Regions from separate parts of the Ovis aries genome. Here region 2 is linked to region 1. A link is a contact called in public Hi-C data. All regions are on one chromosome and are shown on one strand. The core of a region is the stretch at or near the end of the contact, and the rest is flanking DNA. Distances in the headings are between cores, read along the strand shown. Region 1 holds the start of LOC114114032. Region 2 has its middle 22 kb from the start of TXN2.

What was found. A called contact is a pair of places that touch in the nucleus more often than the background predicts.
Region 2: a contact with region 1 is called in a Hi-C map of tail adipose tissue, with 2.4 times the contacts expected there. The contact joins the enhancer-like site here to the promoter of LOC114114032 in region 1. A contact is called at or near these places in 5 of 16 Hi-C or Micro-C datasets (blood, liver and tail adipose tissue).

Annotation. Positions count from the first base shown.
Region 1 is chr3:180,444,182-180,451,784 of ARS-UI_Ramb_v3.0, forward strand. LOC114114032 reads left to right here and starts at 4,952. Exons shown (of 4, transcript XM_042247375.1): 1 at 4,952-5,192; 2 at 5,544-5,929; 3 at 7,047-7,120. The coding sequence starts at 4,952. It overlaps MYH9 (myosin heavy chain 9), which reads right to left and starts at 5,243. Exons shown (of 41, transcript XM_027967749.3): 1 at 5,081-5,243.
Region 2 is chr3:180,515,082-180,522,684 of ARS-UI_Ramb_v3.0, forward strand. It overlaps the pseudogene LOC114113655. Among named protein-coding and RNA genes, the nearest start is that of TXN2, 22 kb to the right of the region's middle. Within about 2 kb of position 4,405, at least 13 of the 54 cell types and tissues checked have an H3K27ac peak or open chromatin away from gene starts, as enhancers often do. A contact at or near this core is called in liver and tail adipose tissue, where this site is marked.

The sequences.
Region 1 (7,603 bases), core at 3,702-6,201:
TCTTCCACCAGCTGTGCTACAGAAAAGAGCCAGCTCAGGAGTGAGCTGAGCCTGAGTCTTCTCTGGGGCCCACACTGTGCAAGGCTATGGCAGCCCTTCTTGAGAAGGCTAGCAGGGCTCTCCAATTCAAAACCCCCCTCTGATCACATTTTCTTGAGAAATTTGGGCTTTTCCAATGTTATTAATACGTAAAAACCACAGGCCAGATCTCTAAGGGACAACTGGAGATGGGGTGGGTTGCAATGACCCCAAGTTTACAAATGAGGAAGACCCAAGAGAATAAAGGTCTGGTCTGGCCTCCTGGTCAGGATGGATTCCCCAGGAAAGGACAAGTGGACAGCGTGGAGCCAGGGGGATTGTGGGAAAGCTGGCAAAAGGGCTTCCTAGAATACATTCCACACACGTCCCGCGGGCTTCCTTTTCTCATACAGCAGAGAAAAGGCAATCAAAGCACCTACCATTTTCCAGAAACCAAGGGAAAGGATCAGAGTAGACATTTGTTTAAAGGGGTTAGTCTGGTGATAATATGACATCATGGAGAAGAAAACAGGCCCCAAAATGTTCCAACCACAGAGCAATTCAGTCCATTTTTAAGACCCTTCCTCCTCCCCTGCACGTGGCAGGCACTCAGTATGCAATCTGAGATCTCAAGCAATGCATTTTAAAAGCAGAGACCCCCAAGACTGGCCAGCCAACCACTTATTTTTGTTGTTAGTAACACTAACAAAAATTTCAATTTCTGACTATGTAAGTAGTCAACACATGTAAAAAGGCATTTAGTGGAAAAAGCAATGCTCACCGCAGGCTCTGGCTTCCTGGGCCCTTTCTAGAGGCAACCACTGTTACTTGGGTGTCTGTAGCTTTCCATGCACAGAGCGGAGGCATCATACAATGATTCACACAGGAGGGAGCAACATGTATCCCATTTTGTATCAAGTTTTATCCACTTAAAATATATCTTGGAGAGCATGCCCAATCAGTACCTATAGGTACTCAGTCTCGATTTTTTAAGGGCTTCAAGGATTCCCACTATACAGCTGTACCATGATTTATTTGACCTTCTTAATGGGCAGTTAGCTTATTTCCTGTCTTTCTCTAGACAATGCTACAAAGAATATCCTTGGACATTTCCCTTTGCATGTTTGAGTTTATCTGCCCGTGAGTTCCTAGAAATCAGTCAGAAGGACTATGCTTTGACAGATATTGCCCAACTACCTTCTATAAAGAGAGTTGTTACAACTTAGACCCCATCAGCAGGGCATAATGGCACTTAAGAAACTGGGGCATTATGGAAAAATTTAAATTCCTGCGTGTCTCAATTTCCCAAACTCTCTTGGGTATAACTGGCAGACACATAAACTGGTGTGGTGTCTCTGTGAAGCAGTACATGCCTTCTAGCAAAATCAAATGTACCCCCAACCAGGGCCAGAGCCAGAAGCCAGGCCTCCAGACAATAGGTCCAGTGTACCTCCATGTCACCCCTTAGCTCTCCCCTGGACCACGGAAGCTGTGTCTGAGAACTAAAACACAGTGAGCTTGTGTATCTTCTGCCTGAGCCGGGGCCCTGCAACAAGGTTAGTGAGCACAAGCTCATCACCAAGAACATCAGCAGATGGGCCCCGGAACCATCTGTTTTTACCACTCAAGCTTTGTGGTCCATAAGCAAACACACACACAGAGCACATCATTTTTAGAAGCAGAAAGAGCATTGAGCTAGGAGCCAGAAGAACCATCTACCCTTCCTATCCTGTCTCCTTACCTGACAACCCAGGGAATGAAGACTGACCACATACATTTTCTTAAAAATGTACACAGTCACTATGTATCAGGCCCTTTACATACTTAATTTCTTTTAGTTCCCACATCTAACTCTGTAGGATGGGTATCATGACTCCTGTATTACAGATAAGGACACTGAGGCTTGGGGGGTTAAGTGACTTGCCTACAGTCATATAAGTGGCAGGGTCAGGATCTGAATGCTGTCTAGTGCCAAAACTCAGGACTCCACTCCTCCCAGCTCTCATGAAGAACCGGATCCCGTTAAGTCACAAGCCTACTGCTTCCCAGGGGGCAGCCAGGGTTCCATTCCGTTGTCACCAGAGGGCTTAAGCCCAGGGGCTCAGCACACCAAGGGTTAAAGCCAAGAGGCAGTGACTCTCTGGGGCTGCACAAAGGGAAAATGCACTTCCTGCCCCTGTGGGCAGAGATGCTGTATTATGCTCAGCAAATTAGGAGGTTTGTTTAATTAAGACGACACACAGATATTGTTATTCTAAATATTTTTGGAACATGATGCTTGGGAGGAAGCTGTCAAGGCCTGGATTTTTTTTTTTTTTCCTTTGCCTGGGGTTTCTCTCCGCCACCCCTCCCCACTGCCCCCACCCCCACCAAGAGAAGGGTAGGGCCAGGCTCAGAGGAAAACAACAGCCAACTCCTCCTCTCCTTTTGAAATAAAGATGTCAAGCTGGTAAGGGCTGTCTTAAGTACTTTATGGAAGGATTAGCTAGAAGAGGAAGTGAAGAAAGCACAGTTAGCCTGGCTTCTAGCAATACCCTCCACCAGGCGACACAACAATGCAGCATTTTTTGAGTGAGCTTTTCTCCTTTTGAAAAGCTAACAGATCCGTGTTTTGTTTTTTGCTGGAGCAAGAATGGGCAAGAGGCAGGCTGTGATTAACATGCGTCCTTCATCCAGTGAGAGGGAAGTTGTCCCATCTCCAACCCCTTAGGTTAACAGTTTAAAAATAAAAAATAAAAGTCAGAAAGCCCTGACCCTCTCTTTTCCTCTACCCTCACCTGCCCTTCAGACAAGGAGCCCCACAGAACGCACCTCTGGGAGTTGCCCTTCCCCAGACACTGCCTGCCAATCTGAGCACCTGGATCTGCCATGGGCACTGCCGGGACTTGCTGAATCTGAAGAACAGAGCTTTTTTAGTGTCACCCTGCAGCCATCTGGGGGGCACAGCGGCTCTCAAATTACACTGAGCAATCTCTTGACGTTTTTAATTACACCTCAATTATCGTAAATGAGTCCTCACTTTCCAACACTGAATGCTTGCCTCGGTTTGGCAAACCTGCCATGTCCTCCTTCCTCGAGGCAGCTTTCCTTCTCATCCCAGACAGAAGTGGCCCCTCTCAGAACTCCTCGAATCCTTTGTCTGAGGCCTGTTTGAGACACTCATCACAGGCAGCTTCTGTATTTCAGTCACTGGGCCACTATTTCCCCCTGAGGACTGTAAACTCCCCTAAGGCAGAGGCCTCTGGGCTCTCCATAGGACGGGCTGGCTCCCTTCTCCCAATCCCATGACTCACAGCACCCTTCTAGGGTCTCTGTCATCTTCGCCTCACCTTAGAGTCATCTACGGATTTGTCTTGGCTCTCCCCTAAATGCCCCAGGGCACAGGCCAGGTCTTACTCAACCTCACACCCCACCACCACCTGGCAGAGTCTCTGGCACAGAGGAGCCAGTTAAATATTTGCTCAATTACACATCTGTGTACCCTCCCCCCACTCCCAGCAGCCTTGTATATAAATTGACTAATATTAATCAAGTGACTGTCTAAATAGGCCTTAAACCAGCCTCCCTTCTTACCATAAAGGGAATAAACCACCCGGTGAGGTTACAGGTTCAGACAGCACTCAGAAATGGCCACAGTGTTGCAGGAAGGCGCTAAGGTTCTTCCAGTTCAACAGTTACTCAACAGTTACTTTGCAATCCTGTTAAGCCCAGGAAAGGGTGCAGCGAACCCAGAAGCGGCTGGGTCTCTCAACTGCCCAGCGGAGAGAGATCCGCCGGTGCATAGGACCTGGGACTTCCCGGGAACCTTTTCCCCACACCAGCTGGGTGGGGCCGCAGATAGCAGCCCCGGTGCTCACCCTGCCCCCACACCTCAAGACAATCTGCAACCTAGTCCAGGAAGATACTCCGTCTCTGAGACACCTGGGCTCTTGGGGGCGCGGTGGGGGGGGGGGGGTGCAGGCCCGGGTGGGGGGCGGGGGGTAGGCGCAGGGGGGTGAGGGGTGAAGTCCTGCCCTGGGCGTGGCCCCTGGACAGCAGGAGATCAGGATCCTGAAAGAAGACATTTGGGGCGGGGGGCGGGGGGTAGCGGGGTAAGTAGAAAACCCTGGATCTGGCCCAAACGGGCACGATGCAATAGCCCAGCCCGGATCCTCTAGGAGCAGAACCCAGCTCTCCCCGCCCTCGCCCTGCTGGGGCGGTCCGCAGGTGCGCTGGAATCAGGTGCGCGCCGGGGTCGCGGAGATTGGTGCGGGCCTTCCCGGGCCTTCCACTCCCAGGAAGCAGAGGCCAAAAGTCAAAGGATGTGGATCTGTGAGGGAGGGGGAAGTCTTTCCTGTCTCGAGCCGGGATCCCCACCGGGTCCCCTTTCCCAAGCACCCGGCAGCACCTCTCCCGGTCCCCCTCCTCCGACCAGCCGATCGCACCCGGGCGAATGAGGAAGTCTGGAGCCGAGGGCGGAAACCGGGCCAAGAGCAATGTCTGCTGCAGGACTGTCCGATTCTGACTCGGGAGGACGCCCTGACAGCTACCAAACGGTCCCCGCCTGCCCGCTACCCCCGTTTCGAAAACGCCCGGAAACTTCCCAAGGAGCCGCAGCCCCGAGCCCCCCACCTGAACCTCGCCCAAGCAGCTGTGTCCAAGGGACAGAGGCTGCCCGGAAGGGGTTAAAAAGTTTGCCCAACTTGGGCACTGGGCGAGGCGAGGGCGGGGCGCGTGCCCCGGCGGCAGGGGGAGGTCGAGGCTCCCGGGTGCCCGGGCTGCGGAGTGCGCCGGCGGGAGGGCAGGGAGGGGGTACGGAGGGTTTCCGGGAAGCGCCCGGCCCCAAGCCTTCCTCGGCTCCCCGGTCTGGCTTCCGTCGGCGTCTTCACCGAGCATCCACGCGGGGGTCCCGGGGCCCCTCTGTGAAGGGTGCCCAGCCCGCTCTCCCCAGCCCATGCCTGCTCGCCGGCCGCGCGGAGGCCGAGAACCACTCATCGGCCCGCTCGCCCAGACTCCACGCGTCCGGTCCCCGCCACCCCCGCTCACCCGCTCGGGGCGGGACCCGCCGGTGGGGCTCGCTCACCTGAACCTGGATCTGCCCCGGGGAACAGGCGCTGCTTCTCCCGAGAGGGCTTCCTCGAGCGCTTCGGGCGACGGCGGGGTGGGGCGAGCGCGCGAGGCGGGAGCTGCAGCAGGTCAGCCTCGCTCAGCCTTCAGTGCCCTGCCCAGGAACAGCTAGGATCTGCGCGCCTCACCGCACCCTGCGCTGCTCCTCGCCGCCCTGCCGCCCCGCCCCTCTCAAAGCGCGCCCACTCCGAGCCCGGCGCCGGTTGCGGGGCGGAGCCTGAAGGGACGAGCCCGCCCCCGAGCTGTCTCACCCACTCCAACCAGCTGCTGCTCATGATGAACAGACAGCTTGACCTGTGGAAAGGCAGTGGGTGGAACCTATAGGCCCAGAGGGGTGGGAATACGTTCTCCCATCCGCCCCCATCTCCACCCTCTCCACCTTCCCCTGGTCTTCCTAGGCGGGAGCCCCGCCCCCTAAGGCGGGCACAACGAACCGCCAGGTTCCAGGAGAAGGATTGACACAGAGAGAATCCAACCAGGAGGAGTAGAGTCTCAGCGGATCCCGGCAGGGATTTTGGTGCATTGCCTGATTCCGGGCGAGGCCCGGCGGGAGCCGACTGAGAAAGTCCGGGCTGCTGACACTCCGCCCCGCGAGCTGTTTTCCCTGACCCATGTCATTCTGTTGATACCAGAACAGATATTAAGTACCATATATGGGAAAAGTGCTATTTTACAATGCAGATGGCCTGTGGGGGCGGACCTGGACTCAAGCCTCGGATCCGTTGTGGGCGCCCTGAGTTCCATTTTCGACCCTGTCTTTGGAGTGCGCACGCTGCAGTCTTTCAGCCTCCAGACATCTGCTCCGGTGGGTTCCTTCAGCCTGGAGTGCCCTTCCGAGCCTCTCTTTACCTCCACGTGGTTAACTCGCACATTTCCTTTCAGATATTTTTTCCAAAATGTTTTCTTGGGGTTCTTCAGGCTGGCAAAGCGCAGTGTGTGTGTGTTACTGCCCACAAAAAGAGGATTACAGAATTTTTTTTTTAATTTTTAAAAGATTTTGTTACATTAAAAGAAAAAGATTTTGTTACATTTTTAATCCATCTGGAATTCATTTTAATTTTGGAGTGGGAAAGAAATCGAATATAATTTTTGTAATAGCCAGCTGTCCACACACCATCATCACCTACCAACTCATATATTCTTGGATCTGTTTCTGGGTTGTATCCATTCGTCTTTCTGTGTGTTCCTGTGCCAGTTCCACAACACTTTAAGGATGGTAGCTCTATAATACATATTATATCTAAGAGGGAAAATTTCTTATTACTCTTTCCTTTTGGAATGTTATTCCTACTATGACTAGCTTCCAAATGAGCTTCAAAAAAAGTATGATCCATAGGCAAGACAAACCGGAAAAAAGGTTTTGCAACTCTGTGACAAAGAATCACCAACAATATGTGAATATCAACAATATGCACCCATAAGGTAAACCCGAAATGCTTTAAAATAAAAATGGTCCAAAAAGGAACGGTCTATTTAAAAAGAAGGAATAAAAATGTTCATGGAATGCCATTTTTCACCTATGAAGTTTTTTTAAAAAGAATAAAAAATGTCCACCGTCAGCCAGATTTAGAGATTACAGGTGAGAAAGTAAGTTGATCAATTTTTCTGATAATTAATCATAAAGTAATAATTGGAAAAGCACACCAAGATGAGTTTAATAGTTCTTCTTTGCAGCATATATAACTTGCATAATTTTTCTAAAACTGGGAGAGACTCACCCCAACATCATCTTGCATTTATCTCTCATAGCACTAACACACTAGATTTTTAAAAATATTTTTTACTTTATTTATTTTAATTGGATTACTTTACAATATTGTGATGGTTTTTGCCATACATCAGTATGAATTCGTCATAGGCATACATGTGTCCCCTCCATCCTGAAACCCCCTCCCACCTCTCTCTCTACTCTATCCCTCTAGGTTGTTCCAGAGCACCGGCTTTGGGTGCCCCGTTTCAAGCATCAAACTCACACTGGTTATCTATTCTACATAAGGTAATGTATACGTTTCAATGCTGTTCTCTCAAGTCATCCCACCCTCTGTTTCTCCCACTGAGTCCAAAAGTCTGTTCTTTACACCTGTGTCTCCTTTGCTGCCCTGTACACAGGATCGTCAGTACCATCTTTAGATTCCATATATACGTGTTAATGTACAGTATTTGTCTTTCTCTTTCTGACTGACTTCACTCTGTATAATAGACTAGGGGTTTATCCACCTCATTAGAACTGACTCAAATGCATTCCTTTTTGCAGCTGAGTAATATTCTGTTGAGCACTAATACATTAGCTTTTAATTGTCCATATACTTACTGTTTCCTCTGCCTGAGCTAGGAGCTGCCTGAGAGCGGATAGGAAATATGCCCTAAATGTCTCTGTGGACCCAGAACTGACACAAGGCTTGACATAACATGGTCTTAAGTGGATGCTTGAACAAGACTCAGAGAGCATCCATTTCCTTATCCATAAAATGAGTGCAAT
Region 2 (7,603 bases), core at 3,155-5,654, 70 kb after region 1:
GTCATAGCTTTCCTTCCAAGGAACAAGGATCCTTTCATTTCATGGTTGCAGTCACTGTCTGCAGTGATTTTGGAGCCCAAGAAAATAAAATCTGTCACTGCTTCCACTTTTTCCTCTTCCATTTGCCATGAAGTGATGGGACCAGACGCCATGATCTTAGTTTTTTGAATGTTGACTTTCAAACCAGCTTTTTAACTCTCCTCTTTCACCCTCATCAAGAAGCTTTTAGTTCCTCTTCACTTTCTGCCATTAGAATGATATCATCTGCATATCTGAGGTTGTTTATATTTCTCCTGGCAATCTTGATTCTAGCTTGTGATTTATCCAGCCTGGCATTTCTCATGATGTACTCTGCATAAAAGTTAAATAAGCAGGGTGACAATATACAGCCTTGAGGTACTCTTTTCCCAGTTTTGAACTACTCCATTGTTCCATGTCCAACTCTAACTGTTGCTTCTTGACCTGCATACATGTTTCTCAGGAGAAAGACAAGATTGTTTGGTATTTCCATTTCTAAGAATTTTCCAGTTTGTTGTGATCCACACAGTCAAAAGCTTTAGCATGGTCAATGAAACAAGAGTAATTTCTTTTTTTTCTGGAATTTCCTTGCTTTTGCTATGATCCAAAGAATGTGGGCGATTTGATCTCTGGTTCCTCTGCCTTTTCTAAATCCAGCTTGTACATCTGGAAGTTCTTGGTTCACATACTCCTGAAGCCTAACTTGAAGAATTTTGAGCATAACTTTGCTAGCATGTGAAAGGAGCACAATTATATGGTAGTTTGAACATTCTTTGGTATTGCCTTTCTTTGGGATTGGAAGGAAAACAGACCCTTTCCAGGCCTGTGGTCACGGCTGAGTTTTCCAATTTGCTGACATATGGAGTGCAGCACTTTCACAGCATCATGTTTTAGGATTTGAAATAGCTCATCTGGAATTCCAGCACCTCCACCAGTTTTGTTCATAGTAATGCTTCCTACGGCCCACTTGACTTCACGTTCCAGAATGTCTGGCTCTAGGTGAGTGATCACACCACTGTGATGATCTGTGTCATGAAGACCAGGTCATTTGTAGCACCCATTACCAGCATGAAATTAAATTTAAGGAAGTGCTTTGTTACTAATGGCCCTGAGATGAAACTGATTTACCTTCTATTAAAACCTACAGTATATAAGCACTTTCTAATAATGCTTCTTAACCTCCATTTGTGGTAAGAATCATCGCCAAAGTTTTTTGGAAGTGAGTCCACAAAGAATTAAATATTTAAAAGGTGAAGTGTTCCTTATTTTCACTTTAGCAAGATCTTTCTTTTTTCATTGTTAAGAAACACTTTAATAATTTTAAAGCAAATGGTGATACAAGTAGAGTGCAGATAGCTAAAACTGTGCCCCTGAGTTCAAACTTACAGAAAAATGTTTTGTAAATCGTTCTCAATTAGATATTCTCCCTCCTCAGCCCCCTACCCAAAATCTTGAATTTTTTCTTACAAAAATTTGGTCAAGAGTAGAAATATCTCCAGGCAGAAGTATATGCCACATCATAGCAAGAATGATGAAGCCCGACTAACGAAACTTCGGTATTAGAAACAGAAGGCACTTAAAATGTACTCAAAGTTACACTGAGAAAAGCTTCCACTGAGTAATACTGAAACAGTCACAAAGGTTAAGAAAATACTGATATCAAAGTACAAATGACTGCAATACTAAAATAGACAAAAACTACAAGAGCTTGCTTTAAAAATAAAAGACAACACATGAGTAAGAATTGTTTTCTTGTTCTATTCATAAATGTTGGTCTTTATATTCATAGGATTAGTTATGTTGATGTCTAGTAGAGTTTCTTATGACATCTGATGAAGTCTCATTCCAACTTCAGATGGAGACTCTTCCCTAAGGAACCTCTTGATTTCAGTTACATCCTGGTCACTGAACAGTTTTTAAGCAGTGCAGCATCGCCGTGATTTGCCGAGGCATGACTACATATCCTGTGTGCAGAGCCATCCCCACAATGAGCACAGAATGGAATTGAACACAGACCACTTCCAGGGCTCCAGCATGTAGACAGCTGTGACCGGTGGTAGAACCAGGACATTTGCTTCCAGGCCTGTGCCTCTGGCATTGGAGACAAATGTCAGTGTGTCCAGCCAGCCTCTCCTGCAATATCTTCTTTTGCCTGAGCTGAAGATGATATTTAAGGTGATGCTTTTGGCTGTTTCTGAGAGTTACTCAGTTTCATGGGAATCTCCCATATACACAGAAGGTACATATATTATTAAACTTTTGTTTGTTTTTCTCCTGTTAAGCTATCTTTTGTCAATATGCTAGCCAAACAAACTAGGAAGAAAGAAATGAAAAATACTTCATCCCTACAGTGTCAGCCCTCTCAAGCTTAGCACACAGGGCTTTTCCCTAGAAGCATCAACGGTGTCCCACACTTTCTTCCTAGAAAGCCTTTCCCTCGCACACATTCAGACATATGCTCATCCTGAAAAAAAGTTACCTCTTAGTGTCCTTCCTGTGACTTCTCTGCTGATTGCTTAATCTTTCTGAGCTGCAATTTCTTCAGCTGTAAAATGCAGATAAAATAATGCCCACCTCACTATGTTATCATGTGTGAGTTAATGTCCGTACCATGATCAAGACAGTGTGAGGAACCAGAGTCACCTGACTGTGTTCTAAATATCCATACACACACTCTGAGTTCCCTGAGGCCTGGGCTTTTCCTTCTCTGCCCACGGGTACTCTGTGCCTGGCACAGAGTAGCTGCTGATTTTTTGTGCTTGGTGGTGAGTGAGTGAATTTCAGGTAGGGGAGGGAGGGGAGAAGGTGGTCCCTCACCAGATGGCCACCACTCACAATGAGAAAGTAGACTTCACTTATGCTGGGAGAGGGCTCCCCAGGTGGTGCTAGTGGTAAAGCCTGCAATGCAGGAGACATAAGAAATGCAGGTTCAAAAAAAAGAAAGAAAGAAAGAAATGCAGGTTCAATCCCTGGGTCAGGAAGATCCCCTGGAGAAGGGCATGCAACACACTCCAGTATTCTTGCCTGGAGAATCCCATGGACAGAGGAACCTGACAGGCCACAGGGTTGCAAAGAGTCGGACATATCTGAAGTGACTTTGCATGCACGTAGTTGCTGGGAGATATTATCTTCTAACTTTCCCTCCACGACACTTACCGTAAGATTCAGGGCACCCCAGGAGAGCTACTGATCCCATGGTCCAGGTGAATGAACCTCTGAGGCATGCAGAAGTGAAGTGACACAGTGAGTGGCAGCGTTAAGACTTATCCCCTTTTAGCTCGCAAAATCCTGTGTCCCAGGGGCACCCTTAAGTCTCAGGCAAACTAGAATGGTTGGTCACCCCAGATCAAGTTCCAAACCCTAGTCTCTGAGGACCCCCACTACTGCCCTCCCCTGGGCCCATGTCATTGTCCCCAAGTTTTTTAATGAGTTTCCTGAAGAGGAGACAGTGCCCTCCTGTCCAGAGGGTCTGGGCAGGTAAAAAAAAAAATAATAATTCTCCCTCTTACTCTTCCTTTCTTTTATTTTTATTTTATTTTATTTTTTTTTTCTATAGCAAAAGGTATATTTTTTTTCTTCTTTTTTTTTTTTTTAGTTTTTTATTTTTTAAATTTTAAAATCTTTAATTCTTACAAGCGTTCCCAAACATGAACCCCCCTCCCTCTTCCTTTCTTTTAAATAATTTTATTTATTTCTGGCTGTGCTGGGTCTTCATTCATGCGCGGGCTTTCCTCCAGTTTTGAGAGGGGGCTGCTCTCTAGCTGCAGTGTGGGCTTCTCATCGCGGTGGTTTTTCTCGTTGTGGAACACGGGCTCTAGGGACCACAGGCTTCAGCAGTTGCCGCTCCCAGGCTCTAAAGCGCAGTCTTGACAGTTGGAGCACACAGGCTTAGCTGCTCTGTAGCATGTGGGATCCACCCGGATCAGGGATCGAACCTGTGTCTCCTGCGTTAGCAGGTGGTGTCTTTACCACTGAACCACCTGGTTAGGCCTCTTACTTTTCTTACCCCAAAATCAGACTCAGAGCACAGTGCTGGGGCATGTACAGACTTGTGTGAGCCTTCACCTTTGACAGACTCATGGCCACTCTGGGGACCAGACAAGGCGGCCAGCCCCGCCCTCTGCGCTCTCAGGCTGCTGGGGAGATGGAGCGTGGACATGTGGCATTGGTCTGGTGGCTGGCCAGCTGGAAAAGGGTCTCTGAAGAGCCACCTCCTGACCTGGCCCCTCCCCAGCTGCCCTTTGGCTCCTACCCCGTCTTCCTCCCCTCCCCCTCCCCCTCACTGGGCCTGGTTTCCTCCATTAACCAGGGAGTGAGAGCTGGTCTCTCCGAGGGCCTTCCTGCCCCAAGGTCAATGACTCAGGGCCAGTGAGGTTCTGGGAAATGCAGCCTCCAGAGAAGAGGCATCAGAGGCCAAGCCCTCCTGAACACAGTGAGGGCACGGCCCCGGCCTCATGTGCAGACAGACTCATCTTCCCAGGCTGCCCCAGCCCCTGCTGGCCTCATCCTCTGGGGCCACTGTCCTGGGGAGCTGTTCTCTGCTGGTTCCCCAGAGGCCCTGAGGCCAGCGCCAGGACAGGGAGGGCCTCGGCTGGCCCCACACAGCCTGTGTGCCTCCCCCTCACTGAGGAGACACCCACTCTTGTGGGCCTGAGAGCTGCAGCCCTGACGTTGGCCTGGCTGTGGCTGGGTGGTCAGAGCTAAGGGCTGAGTGAACACCAACCAGGCCCGCTAGGCAGCCAGTCCCTCACTTGCAGCCACCATGAAGCCCCGCTCCTTCCCTCAGCCATGTAGTACTCAGCAATTCAAACAAATGTGGGCATGGGAGGCAAGGCCTTTTGGAGGGGGTGACTGGACATGGAGAAGGCACCCCCAGGGGCACTAGTTCCTGCTTCTCTCCCCTGTTATAGAAATACTCTCTCCCCATCAATCTCCCTATCAACCTCAGTCAAGAGCAGCCTCAAAACAGGTAGTGTGGGTTGGTCGGGGGATTTCCCTGGTGGCCCAGTGGTTAAGACTCTGTGCTTCCAATACAGGGGCTTGGGTTGGATTCCTGCTCAGAGAATTAAGATCCCACATGCTGCAACTAAGAACCGAGCGTAGTCAGATAAATAAATAAAACTTTTTAAAAATAACTGGCAGTGAGAACTCAGAGCCAGCTCAGGACTCTCTTCTCTTGCTGGTTCACCCCAGGCAAGGCCCACACCCTCTCTGGTTTCCATCTCCCTCTCCTGGTCCAGCTTTGGTAGCTTCCTCCCTTTATTTCAGCATCACAGGTTTGATAGGGACAAAATGAAAGAACAAAGGGGGTGATTAAATAGTTAATCCCACTAGGGAATTGTAAATAGAAAAATATGACAGACCCCTGTAAGTTAATGAGTACTCAAGAAAGCAGGTTTGCTTAACCACAAAATCAAGCAGGCTTGCTTAACAACAAAAGCATGCAACAGAAGCACGGGATGTGTCCCAGAACAATAAAACAATGGAGGCAGGAGACCCACACCCTGCCCAGTGAGCTCAGTGAGTTAATGATTCCTAGGACGTGCTCTCTACATGCATAAAAATCAACAGTTTATGGACCTAGCTTGATCATGCAGGGACCAAACTCCCCTGCTCAGTCTGGAGGAGGAACTGATGATGGAAACGTGATGTCTACTCAAAAAAGGGAAAGAAGATTTTCTCCTCCTCCCCAGTTTTTCTTTGATTATATAACTGTAGCCCACTAAGTTCTCTGGGGGTGGCATTTCTCACCTGCCCACTTGCAAATCTCACAAGCATCCTATTCTGATAAAATCACTTCTTAGTTACACTTTTAAAGACCCCGCCTGCCAATGTGGGAGACTTAAGAGACGTGGGTTTGATCCCTGAGTAGAGAAGATTCCCTGGAGGAGGGAATGGCAACCTACTCCAGTATTCTTGCCTGGAGAAGTCCATGGACAGAGAAGCCTGGCGGGCTACAGTCCACAGGGATGCTGAGTCGGGCACAACTGAAGTGACTTAGCATGGTTTTCTACCACTTTGTTCTCATGGAGTTCTCCTCCATGCTGACATAAAGGAGCTCTTTGTCCCCCTACCCCTGAAGTGACACCAATAGGTTTTAGGTTCCCTGTGAGATGGAAATGATTAATGCAGGAAATAACATGAGAGTACCTAATATATCCATCTCAAAAGGGGGAGTACTTGGTGGCCCAGGGACACAGAGAGGTGCCAAAAGTCATAGGGGAAGTGGCAGAGGTGTTGGGGTTCAGCCAAGCCCTCTATGTGAGGAGAGAGCATGCATGCATGCTAAGTCGCTTCAGTCATGTCTGACTCATGCAACCCTATGGACTATAGCCCACCAGGCTCTTCTGTCCATGGAATTCTCCAAGCAAGAATACTGGAGTGGGTTGCCTTTCCCTTCTCCAGGCGATCTTCCCAATCCAGGGATCTAACCCAGGTCTCCCTCATTACAGGCAGATTCTTTACCAGCTGAGCCATAAGGTGCAATGAGGTCTGGGAGCTGGGATAAGGCTGAGGACAAGACCAGGCAGGAGGCGAGGCGTGGAACAACCCCCTGGTAGGTTACATGCTCCAGTCATTCCTGAGCTCAGTCATCCTGGCAGAGTCCTCGTCTGTTCTTGGCCCCATGGAAGTCAGTTCAAGGAAGAGCTGAGCTAGCAGCAGCTAGGAGCCTAGCTAGGAGCAGCTAGGAGCCTAGCTAGGAGCTAGGAGTGGCTTAAAGAGGGCTTTGATCTCCAGAACCGTGTTTTTTCAAAGCATAGACCAGGGTCCTCTGCATCTGAATTATGAGAGCTTTAAAAATGCACATCCCAGGTCCAATCCCAGTCCCATGACCATCAGCAGATCTTTATAAAAATGGTTAAGACTCTGCAATCCCAAAGCAGGGGGCAAGCGTTTGATCCCTAAGATCTCATATGCAGCACAGCTCAGCCAAAACAAACAAACAAACAAACAACTTTGTTACTTTGGACTTGGAAAGTGTCAGAAATGCCAGAATTTGGGGGATCTGGAACCTTCTAAGGCAAAAGTGGCAGGGACTAAATGGTGGCTGAGGTGGGGCAGGTCTGATGGCATTTCTGCATCTCAGTCTCCCCTACCCCCAAGTAGGTGGGTGGTGCAGGTGATCGGCTCCAGCTCAAGTTTCAGGCCCAGGAACACTTCTCTGAGGCTCTCAGTCATCATAAAATACTCCCTTTGACCTGGGAGTCACACATCTATAAAATCGTAAAGAAGAAATAAGCTCTGTGTCTGAACTTGTTCATTCCGGCCTTGTAATAATGGATTAAAAAAGTTAAGTAACAAGTACCTAAATGTTGGACGGTGAGGGAAAAGTTAAGGGTATGATCCTAGCTGAGCCGACCCCAGTCCAGGACATCCTGAAGGGTGGTCGTGGGGATGCAGAGAGCCACTGCTGTGGGGTGGTGGGAAGGCTAGAAGAGGGGAGAGCGGGACCCTGGGGGGTCAGACTGTCTGGTTCATATCCTGTCTCTGCCCCTTCCCAGCTGTGTGACCTGAGGCTGTCACTAAACTGCTCTGAGCTTCGGTTTTCTCATCCATAAACTAGACATCACAATAGGACCTACCT